Regions from separate parts of the Macaca mulatta genome. Here region 2 is linked to region 1. The links are chromatin contacts, called in public Hi-C maps. All regions are on one chromosome and are shown on one strand. The core of a region is the stretch at or near the end of the contact, and the rest is flanking DNA. Distances in the headings are between cores, read along the strand shown. Region 1 holds the start of SP2 (Sp2 transcription factor). Region 2 holds the start of SCRN2 (secernin 2).

Region 1 (6,904 bases), core at 3,805-6,304:
TAGCTGGGCGTGGTGGCGCATGCCTATAGTCCCAGCTACTTGGGAGGCTGAGACAGGAGAATCGCTTGAACCCGGGAGGCGGAAGTTGCAATGAGCCAAGATCGCGCCATTGCACTTCAGCCTGGCAACGGAGCGAGACTCTGTCTCAAAAAAAAAAGATAATGAAGGCACTCGAATTTGGATACCACCTGTCTGTCTCCACCCTTAATTCTTCTTTCCAAAACGTGACTATGTCATTTGCTAGTTTGCATCCTAACTGGGTCATATCCCATTGTACTGGAAGGGACTTTGGAAATGTGTGGGGGTGGGGACAGCATAAACAGAACCTGATCAAAGCAGGCCCAAGAAACAGCATCAAGTTTTTTTGTCAAAGAATACTGGGCCTCAGAATTCTTAGAGAACAGGAGGAAAAAAAAGCAAGATACACTTTTTCCCCTAAAGAATCTCATTATGTGCTTTGGCACATTTATTTGTGAGTAACTCCCCACACTTATCCTGGGCCAGGATCAGCTTTTTGTTTGTTTGTTTGTTTGTTTTGAGAGTCTTGCTCTGTCGCCCAGGCTTGGGTACAGTGGTGCACTCTCGGCTCACTGCAATCTCCGCCTCCTGGGTTCAAGTGATTCCCGTGCCTCCGCCTCCGGAATAGCTGGGACTACAGGTGTGTGCCACTACACGTGGCTAATTTTTGTATCTTTAGCAGAGATGGGGTTTTGCCATGTTAGCCAGGCTGGTCTCGAACTCCTGACCTTAAGTGATCTGCCTGCCTCAGCCTCCCAAAGTGCTGGGATTACAGGCATGATTACCAAGCCCAGCCTCAGGCCAGAATCAGCTTCTGAAATGAGTGGTGATTTCATTTCCCCTGAGAAGACAGGGCTGGCTTACCATTTACTTTTTTGGAGGCTGGGAAATGTCTTGGTTTGTTTTCTTCTAGGCTGATCTAAGAAGATTCCTAATTATCAACTGGGAGCAGAAATATTCCACTTCCAATTACATGGCCCTGCTTGCTCACTCTTACTTCCTATTCACACTCTCTTGGAGGCCACTTTGTGATTCTACCAAATCCTGTAGGAGAGGTGACAACCCTAAAGAGAAGGCTCTAGAAAGATGACATTTGGAAATGTGTAAGTTAGTGTCTGCTGGCTCCTCCTGAGCCACTTCTACTCTGTGATTGAGAGGAAAGGCCACCTAACTGCCTAAATCACCACACAGGGACAAACTGGTATCTAAGAGCACTCAGCAGCAAAAACAAGTAAGCTAAGCCTTTGCACTGCAATGTGGCAGGGCTTCTGGCTAGGTATAGCAAGCAATTCTGATGTGGAGACAAACAGCAGCAATGGGAATGAAATGCCAATGAAGGATTCCAACCATTGGGTCTGCAAGCATGCTTGTCCTGTGACACAAACAGCCTAGACATCTCAGCACTGCTTGGAGCTGCTCATTGGGGGAGCCTGAGAAACATCAGCCCTTTCACAACCCCTTGCTCCTGAGCAGAGCTCATCTCCCAAGAGCAAATCAGCCTGCAGCCCAGTTGGATGAGAAGCACAGTGTTCCCCTGTGCCAGTGGCAGCCTCAGAGCATCCTGAAAGAGCGCTTCCTAGACACGCAGTGGAAGCCATGACTTCCCCTAAGCTGCCAGTGCTGCTTCTGAACTCACATGGAGGTTCTTTTTTCAGTGTCCCCAGAGGCAGTAGAAAAATCCGTTTTCCATTTTGGAATCTATCAAGTAGGACAAATCTGCCACCTGGGAGCATCTCCTCAAGGGCAATCTCTACGCCCTTTTCCACATAGCCTGACAATACCCTCGAGTTAGAAATATCCCTTGTTGGCTAGGCACAGTGGCTCATGCCTGTAATCCCAGCACTTTGGGAGGCTGAGGTGGGAGGATTACTTGAGGCCAGGAGTTTGAGACCAGCCTGGCATAGAGAGACTATGCCTCTATTATTTTTAAAAAAGAAACGTCCCATATTTTTACCCTCTTCACTCATCTTTCCACCTTGCTCCAATAGATTGCTGACAGAAAAGTGAGATCTCCTCCACCCCGAGGTCTCCTAAGAGAATGCTGCTAGCCAAAAAAAGATCTGCTGATTATTGAGGAAGAGCATCTTTAAAAAGACACTCAACTACATTTCAGAAAGATAAAGATCTAAGTGTTGGCTCTATGAGGGAAGAAATAAAGAGAAAGAACTTTTTTTCCTCCTACAACAGGTCTAGACAATGTCATACAAGGAGCTACAAGCATATCCAAAACAAAAGCAAGGCAAAAACAAGCAAAAAAGCAACAAATGCATTCCAAAATGATCTCCATTTCTCAGCCCAGAAATGTACTGGATACTGGTTTAGTTCAGCCTGTAGGTGGTGGGAAGAAATTCACAAATCCAAGTCAGTTGCAAAAAGGGAATACTCCAGACATATCACCCAATGAACCTGTAAGAAAGTATGCGAGCTTCTCTGAACAGATTTTACTCCAGGTTTGCAGCCCACAAGGTTTAAGATCGGGCCATGAGGTTAAATCTGGTAAACTCAGAAATGTTCATGCTACTGCATCCCTAAACTTTGTAATTCTCTGCGTACCCTTTAAAGCAGTGTTTCTCTGCATCTTTTATTCCATAGCCATTGTCCACCTGATCCAAAATATCCTAAATTTTTCTATGTTTGGAAGCAGGGTTTCCAATTTTTGTGTATACAGAAAAGGGGTGTGCGTGAAAAAAATAAGTATTAGAAAAAGAACACGTTACGTATATATCACAGAAATGAGTGGGCAAGATTTAGAAGATTGCTGAAACAAAGCCAATACTAAGGTCTACTAGTTGGTTGCAACAAGTTTAAAATGTCTTCAGAAGGGCCCTGGTTGGGCAATACTATACTTGCTGACAGCAAGCTTGGGAACTGACACAGACCTATAGCAAAGGACTGTCCAACTTCTCCAAAAAGCTGGTATTAACCACCAGAAGAAATAAGAAGTTCAAGGCCAAAATATCCAAATGAACCAACCACTCTACTTGCTGAAATGCCATAAAGCTTCTTTACCCCAGACATTTACCCAAATCTTATAATTTCTTTTCTCCTCTCTGACAGGCCTCCACAGGCCCAAACTTTAATAGAATCTGAGAGAAAAAAGTGGCCAGTCCATCTGCTGTCCAGAGTGATGCCAAACTCTTTCTCCTGGAACCAGTTCTACCTGTTGGGCAGTCAGATGAGGGTCCGATTATTAACAAACTCTACTTGGGTCTCCTTGGTAGAGTTTGTGGCTTCAGCAGCCTAGTTCCGGGGGGTTCATAATTATGTCAGACTAGTTTTTTTTCTTGTAGTTGCTTTTAACCAAAGAGGTTAAGCCTCTGTACAACCAAGAGGAAGAACTAGAATTAGAAAACTTACCAATCGTCCCAGCCAATGATAATCCATTTCCAACAGGTATTAACGCCTGTTAGAAGCCACTGGAACACTAACATCATCAGCCCAATTGATAGGTTGTCTGATAGATTCCCCCCCTTCATCGCACACAAGAATTTAAAACAAAACAAGACACTGCAGTTATATTCATTATTGCAGACAATGGGTTTCTTTGTGTTAGTAATTGAAATTACTGCTGTGCTCTGGACTCCATTATTCCCTTTGCAGCCTGTGAGCTGGCCAACACTCTAAACTTTCGAGCCCTAAAAATTGTATCATCCAGAATACCAACTCGGTACAGCCCTCCAATGTGAAACTGAATGCCTTCTGGGGTACAGCATGAAACTGTTTTAGACAGTGCAGGCCAGTGCACCTTGAAACAGTGTCCTTCCAACTGTAATGAAATCTGTAAACGGGAAACTTGGGCCAATTCATTGTTTAAAGCAGATCTACTGGCTCATACCTTTCTCTAGGAAACAATAAGTGAACAAGAAGTAACCTCAGAGCAAGAAAGAACTTCGGGAGAATGCACTGAGAAAGGCCAGACTGAGTCCCCTTGGATGAAGTTAATTAAGAAACAAACATGACAGGATATTGCAATCAAAACCAAGGAATGCAGTGAGGATAGGTTTCTCAGTTGCCCAGAGAAGACATAGTTCCTTTTGAACTAAAATTAGAAAGCCGCTGGGAAGGAAACCTAAGAGGCATGGGTAAGAGGCTGAAAACCGTAAGTCAGCAATGGGGATGCAGGTGGGTGGAGGAAGAAAGCAAGTATCTATTTTATTTCTTCTGTAATTCCTTAAGATTGTTTGCGCCTGAGCTTTGGGACTGCAGTAGTCTTCCCCCACGGGGCGTCAGGTAACAGGCTGGGAGCTCTGGCAAGAAGTTCTCAAACTTCTCACAATTCTGCTAAGAGCTTGCATCTAGCTGGAGGATCAATGATCCAAGTGAAAACATTAAAGGAAGGTTTTTGCCCACTCCCCAGTGAGAGATCATCTGCCCAGAGAGTGCCCTCGTGTCCTGACACCATCGACCGACTGGGATACATCAGTAACCGGGCTGTCGTCGATGCCGAGCAGTGCCCATCTGGTTGGCAGCGTCCGGATCTCAAGCGTTCCCTCGCCCCTCTGTACTTCGGGGAGCCCTGAATCGCTGGTGGGCATCTACAGTTAAGAGTGCAGGAAGGCCTCTCAGACACGGGGCGAACACGAGGGCTGTTGGCTGCCTCCTCGGAGCCGACCCAGGCATAGTCAGCCCAGGCGGGAGAGCGGCGCTGAGGTGGGTCGGCACCCGGCTGAGAGGTGCCAGGCCACCCCGGTGCCCGCTCCTCTCGCCGGCCCCCGGAAGCGCCGCCCTCCCGTCCGGCGGGCTCCGAGGGGGCGGGGAGTCGAACGCCCCCTTCCGGGTGCCTCCGCCCGGCTGGCCAGCCCCGCTCCTCCTCCGGGCGGGAATCCTCCCTCCCCCGCCCCTCCCGAAGCCGGGCCCCGGCGCCAGGCCCGGCCCCAGGGGGGAACCCCCGGCCTCGGCTCCCTCTCCCCGCGGCCTCTGCCCGTCTTCCCGACCCTTGGAGGCCGGGAAGACCCCGCCGGCAGCGGCCGGGACCCACCGCTCATTACGACATCTTCCTCCCTGGCCTCCGCCGCCTCCGCCGCCACCGAGAACCTGACACCGCCCGCCAAGCACCCGCCAATCCCGGAGCCCGCCACCGCCCGAGCGACGGCAGCCTTCACCAATAAGGGCTTGGAACATTGGGGACCGACAGCACTATTAACCAATCACCCAGAGGCGTCTAGAGCGACGTTGATTTGACCAATAGGTCTGTGCAATGTCACTGATGGACGGTAGACCGCACCAACCGAAAACCAATTGAATAATGAATGACATGTTTATCAGCCAATTGGAGGGAGGCAAAGTCCCGCCTACTGGGTGGTTGATGGACAGCGACAGGAAGCTGGGAGGGGAGGGGCTTAGTCGAAGAGTGCTTTTGTATTGGTCGTAGTTGACCTTCCACCCACCTCTAACCCAGAGGATGAGTGATAGATCTGCCCTGAAGCCAATCAGAAGTCCTTAGGGTGAGGCCCACAAATGCCCCAGAAATAGCATATACGTTGCACCCTAAGTCCAGTCTCGCCCAGGTGTGGCAGGAGCTTTTACCTGCTCTTCGGCAGTAGGCGGCTGCCACTCAACCCCATGCCTGGTGAGTGGAAAGCCATCAACCTTTTATTTAGTCCCTCGCTCGTTGTCGCCTCGGGAGGGGCGACTTTGTACAGTGAAGCACTGGGGTCCGGCACCATAGTCAGAGTTGGGGTTGTTTACGCGACACTTCTGAAGGGATTTTCACAATCGGTTAAGCCCCCGTTAATCTTCACATGGTTATTGCGGCGACCCCCGTAGCCCACGGTCCCAAACGTGTGCATCTGAATCATCCGAAGCTCTTTCTAAAGGCAGGTTCCCCGGGCCGCCTCTCCTAATCCGACTCGGTACTTCACGGGGCGTGCCTAGAATCTGCATTTTAGCAAGGGCCTGGCATGGACAGAGTTGCACGCTTGAGTTTGAGAAGTACTGCTTGGCCTCTGCCCCACTTACCCTTATCTTTTTGAGATGAGGTAAAGCACTTGGTAGGCACTATCTGGATAGGTTTATCTTTGCTCCCAAGTCTCTTCCGAGAACTTGGGAAGGCTGCCTAGCTTAGTGAGGGAATCCATTCTGGCTTCAGACCAGTCTGGGTTTGAAACCTACACATCCTACTAACTTAGGCAGGGTACCGAAACTCCCTGAGCCTCGTGTCCTCATCAGTAAAACGAGGTTAATCACACCTACACCTTAGCGCAATGGCTTTAAAAAAAAAAAAAAAAAAAAAAAACATAGCCCATCAAGAGAAATACATTTTGCATACTGACCAGTACACTACTGTTTGAGAGTGTCACAAAGTTTCCGAAAACAATGCTTACTACTTGTGATACACTGATAGTTTCTATGCCTATCCTATCTTATTCTCCTTGTTGATCATGACTGGCAATTTGAAAAACACTGCTAGGAAAGGTTGGTTGATAATACAAAATGCGGAGCAGAATTCCGGGTACACAGTAATTGCTGAAAAAATGTTAATAGCCTCTTCCAGTCTACTTCTCTCAGTGTTAGCCTTTGAAAAACAAGACTTTAGACGATAACACTCCTCTAGTAAAGATCCTTCATGGGATCCGTATCTCCTGGATAAAGCCCAAACTTCTTTCTAGGCAAATTCCTCCCACTCTTTTTTCTTCTTAACCTCAGCATCCACCAGAGGACACACTCTTACTGGTGTATCTTTCATGCTTTATCTCCTCCCTGTACCCCCATTCCCTTCCTACAAATCCTACCCTTTTCCCTCCAGGAAAGATTCCAGGTTCCTAAACACGCTTTTTTCCACTAGTTGACTTTCTATCTTACCCTTCCCTTCTGGTGAACCCCTATGCATCCATGGCCAGATGTGGTGGCTCACACCTGTATTCCTAGCGCTTTGGGAAGCCAGAGG
Region 2 (6,762 bases), core at 722-3,221, 57 kb after region 1:
AACCTGGGGGTGCGCTGTGGCCTCTCTCTGCGTCTCCTCCTGCCTGTTGCCGCCCCACAGTGGGCAGCCGGGGAACTGCAGGAGATGAACCCGCTTTCCTGCAAGCTGCTTCGGGTGCCCAGATTTGTCAGCGCACAGCCTTGATGTTTGCTTCTGGAATGACATTAATTGGCAACCTCACAACCCCTCCGCGACATTGTATCAGAAGCAGCCTTCACCTTCCCATTAATCCTAGCGTGACTGACCGCCAGCACCCTAGCAGAGTAGGCTTGAGAGAAAACCAAACTCCACTAAAACACTGTTAGAATTCTTTTCTTTTCTTTTCTTTTTTTTAAGACAGAGTTTTGCTCTTGTTGCCCGGGCTGGAGTGCAATGGTGTGATCTCAGCTCACCGCAACCTCTGCCTCCCAGGTTCAAGCAATTCTTCTGCCTCAGTCTTCCCAAGTAGCTGGGATTACAGGCATGTGCCACCACGCCCAGCTAATTTTGTATTTTCAGTAGAGATGGGGTTTCTCCATGTGAGCCAGGCTGGTCTCGAACTCCCAACCTCACGTGATCCGCCCATCTTGGCCTCCCAAAGTGCTGGGATTACAGATGTGAGCCACTGTGCCCGGCCCACTGTTAGAATTGTTAAGCAAATACAGTAAAGTCAGAGGATACAAGGTCAATGTACAAAAGTCAGTAGTGTTCCTATACACTAATAACAAACTATACAAAAAATAAATCAAGAAAATAGTCCCATTTACAATAACTATCAAAATAATAAAATATTTAGGAATAAATTTAACCAAGGAGGTGAAAGATCTGTACTCTGAAAGTAAGACATTGATAAAAGAAACTGAAGAAGACACAAAGACATGGAAAAATATTTCATGCTCACAGATTGGAAGAATTACTGTTGCTAAAATGTGCATACTACTCAAAGCCATCTATAGATTCAGTGCAACCCCTGAAAGCAGATAACCTGCAGCATCTCCCCTCCCTCCATTCCTGGAGGGCTCCATATAGCAAAAGGGTGTAAGATGCATTTGTCTTAATGATGGCTATGGAGAGATGGTTTGTAGAGAAAAATGAACTGAAAATCAAAACATTTGGGGTGAGAGTATACCCCCATATGACTGTGTCACCTTTGGCCACGACTTCTTTGTGGTTTCAGTTTCACTACAGGTAAAGGCACTAAATCTTTGAACTAGAAAGTTCTAAATTTGTTTTTAAAGCTATCTTCCTATGGGTTGGAACACTATTGGACAGATAGGCCCTCTGGGATCAGATGGGTTTTGTGCACCTGTTCCCTTATTTATTTTAAGAGACAGGGTCATGCTCTGTCACCACGGCTGGAGTGCAGTGGTGTGATCTTGGCTCACCGCAGCCTCGACCTATCTGGCTCAGGCGATCCTCCCACCTCAGCCTTCTGAACAACTGGGACTACAGGCACGCAACACCACGCCCAGCTAATTTTAAAATATTTTCTGTAGAGGGGAGGTCTTGCTATGTTACCCAGGCTGGTCTTGAACTCTTGGGTTCAAGTGATCCTCCCACCACAGCTTCCCAGAGTGCTGGGATTACAGGGGCCAGCCCCCCGCACCTAGCCTCCACCACTCTTGTATTCTGTATCTTAGTCCCCTGGGTGCCTCCAGCCTGGGATTGCGCCTCTGGGATTCAAACCGGGACTCAAGTATCTTGAGGTTCTTCCTTAGTCTCCAGATGTCCCAGCAGTCCCCCTTCTCTGACAAAGGCTCCCTTTTCACGCGGGATCCTTTCCACCCCTAGCTCCAGCTCCCCGCAGTGACTCCGTGGGGTTAGCAACCTTTGTCAGGCCTAAAATGGGCGCCCGGGTAGGACAGGAAGCCAGGTGTGGCTCGCAAGGCCGCTCCGCTCCGGGAAGTGGTGCAGGCGCGCGCCCTGGTGGAAAACGGCGGAGCTGCACGCTCCGTTCCGGCTCCGACCCGGAGGCCGAAGGCCTTCCAGGTCGCCTGGGAGTCTCCGCCCAATGGGGCGGCCCTGGCCAGAAGCGGAGGAGGTGGCACCCGGGACCGAGCTGGGGTCTTGGAGGGAGAGAGAGTGAGGGGAATACAGTATTGGGGGTGAGAGAAGGGTTGGATAGAAGAGGGTCGGGTATCTGGACATGCGCAGGGCCGCGGGACTCTTGGTGGGGTAGCGAGGGGAACGGTCCCACGACTGCTCCCAAGGGCCGGAACTCCCAGTGGGGGCGGGATCCTCGGAGTGCCCGCCTGCGGACTCCCAAGCCTGGAGCCTGGGGAGAGGGTGGGCACCACTGCTCCCGCACACCGGGGCATGGTGTGTGCGCCGAGCGTCCAGGAGCCACGGCGGTGTCTTCCCTGCGCGTCGTTTACGCGTGTGGGGGTAGGCGGCTCCCCGGGGCTGAGCTGTGGCCAGGTTTATGGAGAGGCCCGCCTCTCCCCAGATGGCATCGTCGAGCCCTGACTCTCCATGTTCCTGCGACTGCTTTGTCTCTGTGCCCCCGGCCTCAGCCATCCCAGCTGTGATCTTTGCCAAGAACTCGGACCGACCCCGGGACGAGGTGCAGGAGGTGGTGTTTGTCCCCGCAGGTTCTCACACTCCTGGGAGCCGGCTCCAGGTGGGTTAGGCCTTATGGGGTGCTGGGAGGTGTGACAGAGCTCTGCATTCTTCTAAGACCTTTTCCCCTGCTCCCCACACGTGGGAGGCTGCCAGAAGTAGTTAAAGAGCATGAGCTTTAAGCCTACCAACCTGGACCTGAGCCCATTATGTAGCCTCAGTCTACCTCAGTTTCCTCTTCTATAAAATGGGAATGAGACATTCCTCAAAGGGATCTATAAGGTGATTGGCAGAGTGCCAGCACTCGAGGGGCCGCCCCTCTCTGAGTGGACACTTCCTTTCTCCTCCCTCACCTCCAGTGCACATACATTGAAGTGGAACAGGTGTCGAAGACGCACGCTGTGATTCTGAGCCGTCCTTCTTGGCTATGGGGGGCTGAGATGGGCGCCAACGAGCATGGTGTCTGCATTGGCAACGAGGCTGTGTGGACGAAGGAGCAAGTTGGGGAGGGGGAAGCCCTGCTGGGCATGGACCTGCTCAGGTGCAGACCCTGCCCTTCCTCATCTGCCTGAAACACCAGAAATCTGGGGGCTGAGTTTTGACCTGGGCCCATCCATTCCTCCCCCAGCCTGGTTCACAGGGGCCTCCTCCACTCTGCAGACTTTGCCCTCGTGCCCTCGTGAGGAAGGCTGCAACAGCAGCCACCTTTGGGCCTCTCCTGGCCCAGAAATAGAGCAGTGGTTATTTATTTTCAGTTGAAATCTCACATAGAGTCCCGATTTATAAAACCAGTAATAGTGGATGGAGCAGCTCTGGGTGGAGAGAGGTTGGGGGCTCAGGACACTTTTCTCTCTGAAACAGTGTTTCAGGCCTTTTCATGGAACCCTCAAAGCATAGCACATGGAACGAGAGCATTGAAAGCCACTGGTGTAATTGTGTTTGATACGATCAGTGCCAGCAGATTTGCTGTGTGACTTGGGCCTGTCACCAAACCTCTCCAGGCCTCTTCTGTCCCCTGGAGCTTCTGCCACCAGCCATTGATCCCTCTGTCACCCTTCTGTCCCTTGGTCCTCTCTCTTGCCAGGCTGGCTTTGGAACGGAGCAGCTCTGCCCAGGAGGCCTTGCATGTGATCACAGGCTTACTGGAGCGCTATGGGCAGGGGGGCAGCTGCCTGGAGGACCCTGCGCCATTCTCCTACCACAACACCTTCCTGCTGGCTGACCGCACAGAGGCATGGGTGCTGGAGACAGCTGGTAGGCTCTGGGCCGCACAGAGGATCCAGGGTGAGGCATTCCCTTTCTGCCAGCCTTGGGAAGTGGGAGAAATGGTAGGGGCCCGATCCAGGTGCAAGCCTGTCGGGACATTCAGGGAGATGGGAGATGAGCTCACTTGGGAACCCTTCTCCCCTTCACTCGGTTAAGTCTTCCTTGTGCTACAGCCTGCTGCTTCCTCTCGGAAGCCTTCCTGGACTTCCCTGGGTGGTCAGGTTTCCTGCTTATATGCAAGCAGGTACTTCTTTTTCATCGCATTCAACACAGTTGCATGCTTACATTTATCTCTGCGACTATTTTGTCTGCCTCCCCCACCACACTGTAGGCTCCATGAGGGTTGGTCGTTCTCTTTTCCACCATGTTCTCAGCGTCTTGCCCAGTGCCTGGCATAGAATAGACACTCAATGGTAAATGAACCACTCCCCCATCTCCTCCACAGAGGGGGCCCGCAACATCTCCAACCAGCTGAGCATTGGCACGGACATCTCGGTCCAACACCCAGAGCTGCGGACTCATGCCCAGGCCAAGGGCTGGTGGGATGGGCAGGGTGCCTTTGACTTTGCTCAGGTCTTCTCCCTGACCCAGCAGCCTGTGCGAATGGAGGCTGCCAAGGCCCGCTTCCGGGCAGGGCAGGAGCTGCTGCAGCAATGGCAAGGTTAGTGAGTGGTGGAGGGGGCTGGGGGCCAGGAGGGCCACAGCAGTGCCAGCCACTCTCCCCTCCCACAGCTTCCCCCTCTACTCCTTGGCAGGGGGCATCACAGCAGAGGTGATGATGGGCATCCTCAGGGACAAGGAGAGTGGTATCTGCATGGACTCGGGAGGCTTTCGCACCACGGCCAGCATGGTGTCTGTCCTGCCCCAGGATCCCACACAGCCCTGCGTGCACTTTCTTACTGCCACGCCAGACCCATCCAGGTGGGAAGAACGAGGATGGGGAAGGCTGGGGAGAAGAGAGGATATGATATATCTCCATCCTTCCATCCGTGCCCTTCTAGGTCTGTGTTCAAACCTTTCATCTTTGGGGTGGGGGTGGCCCAGGCCCCCCAGGTGCTGTCCCCCACTTTTGGAGCACAGGACCCTGTTCGGACCCTGCCCCGATTCCAGACTCGGGTAGATCGCCGGCACACCCTCTATCGTGGACACCAGGCAGCCCTGGGGCTGATGGAGAGTGATCAGGTATCCCCCAGGGAGAAGGGGCTACCCTGAGGTGATGACAGACCTCCCACTCCCAGTGGAACTCTGGAAATATGAGGGAAACTGGGAGTGGAAGAGATTCCAGAGCTGGGGAGAGGAGTTCCTCCCTTCAAAGCCAGCAACTGCCTTTGGGGAATGTTGGGGGGTCTCTCCTTTCTCCTGCTTGTGTGAGGTGGTACACACTCCCCCCTTCACCTGGCGGGAAGCCTGTCCTGGACAGACTCATCTCAGCTTTCCCTTGGGGCAGGATCGAGGGCAGCAGCTCCAGCAGAAACAGCAGGATCTGGAGCAGGAAGGCCTCAAGGCCACACAGGGGCTGCTGGCCAGTGAGTGGGCCCCATCCCTCCAGGAGCTGGGCAGCCTCTTCCAGGCCTTTGTGAAGAGGGAGAGCCAGGCTTATGCATCAGCTTCATAGCTTCTGCTGGCCTGGGGTGGGCCCAGAACCCCTCGGACCAACTGCCCTGAGTGGTGGTGAAGTTGGAGCAATCCCTTCATGCTCCTAGGCCATGTTCTGAGCGGCCAGCTTGGCCTTTGCCTTAATAAATGTGCTTTATTTTCTCTTCAGTGAACTTTATCCCAGGTTCAGTGGGGGTGGGAGAGCCAAGTGAGGCCCAAAGGCAGCTGTGGGGCCTGTGGTTGTGTACTCATTCCTGAGTGGTTGAGTGATGGGGACTAGGCAGGAGGACAGGGAGGGGACAGGAGCAGGCTGCTGTTGGGGACGACTAGGACCACAGCTCCTTGGTCCTTGGCTTGGACTGGGGAAGGGCACTCCCTAGGGGTGGCAGTGAGATGGCATCGTCTATGAGGTGGTGCCTGCTTCTTGCCCATGTGGGAGCCAGGAAGCCAGCGGGGGGCCTGAGGCATGCCTGCCCTGTGGGTAGCTCCCGAAAGATTCCAAACTTGCTCTTTAGAATCAGGTGGCTCACTGTGCTCTGTATTTTGTTTCCTGGAGCTTTCACTGGTTGCTTCCCCTGAGATACCCCCAAGTAACACGAAAAGCATATTCAGGGCCTAGAGACACTTTACTGGGGATGAACTCCTGACACAGGTCATTGGTCTGAGAAGTGGGGCAGGCCCCACTCCACTCCACTCGTAGAGAAAGGTTGACAGAGAATCATTTCTTGCTTCTCTTGGCCATAGTTTTGGTTGTGCTGGGGGCCTCAGCCACAGAGGCCTTGGGGACTGTGGATGCCCGGACCCCCTTCCTTCCCCATAGAGAGTTTTGGCGGCCCCTGGGAATCAGACTGCATGGTTTCTTGGTGGGAGAGGAGGCCTGGGGTGAGGAGACGGCCTCAGGGACTGTCTCCTCCCCTTGCCCAGGAGTGGCAGAAGGGCTGCTGTCCCCAGCCATGGGCACCCCAGGCAGCAAGGGCAGGTTGGTGAGGGTGGGCTGCATCTCCATCCTCAGCAGGTGCTGTGTCAGGGCCGCCTGTTGCCGGTGCTCCCTGTGCCTGCTCAGCTCCTGCTCCAGCTCCTTGAGGAAGCCTAGGAGGGGCCAGGGGGTGGAGGGTGCAGGGTGGGTGGAGCTCTGGGCTCAGCAGGAGGGTCCCTGAGCTCAGGGAAGTCTCTGGCTGGCCCCTGCCATCCCTCTTGGGAAGCAGCCTGAGGCTGGGGTCCCGGACTGACACCTTACTCTGGCCCAGATGTTGATCTGAACTTGGGGCTCCCCTCCCCAGACGCCACTGCCATCTTAGCTTCCCTCGTGTCCCACAGGGAAGAGGTGGGCTCTGGGGAAGCTGAAAGCCTTGGAAAGCAGGG

Evidence for each region. Hi-C and Micro-C count contacts between places; a contact is called where the count stands out from the background.
Region 2: a Hi-C map of CD4 T cells shows a contact between it and region 1, with 6 times the contacts expected there. The contact joins the promoter of SCRN2 here to the promoter of SP2 in region 1. A contact is called at or near these places in 9 of 14 Hi-C or Micro-C datasets (CD4 T cells, blood, cortical neurons and 5 more).

Annotation. Positions count from the first base shown.
Region 1 is chr16:62,127,311-62,134,214 of T2T-MMU8v2.0, forward strand. SP2 (Sp2 transcription factor) reads right to left here and starts at 5,055. Exons shown (of 7, transcript NM_001257853.2): 1 at 4,997-5,055. The coding sequence starts at 5,003. All of the region lies in intron 2 of LOC106994018 (a long non-coding RNA gene), which reads left to right.
Region 2 is chr16:62,187,505-62,194,266 of T2T-MMU8v2.0, forward strand. It overlaps SCRN2 (secernin 2), which reads left to right and starts at 1,972. Exons shown (of 8, transcript XM_077971354.1): 1 at 1,972-2,061; 2 at 2,426-2,593; 3 at 2,892-3,079; 4 at 3,623-3,822; 5 at 4,250-4,465; 6 at 4,560-4,725; 7 at 4,806-4,986; 8 at 5,252-5,568. The coding sequence starts at 2,426. The coding sequence ends at 5,419. It overlaps LRRC46 (leucine rich repeat containing 46), which reads right to left. Exons shown (of 8, transcript XM_015119405.3): 8 at 6,011-6,489. The coding sequence ends at 6,119.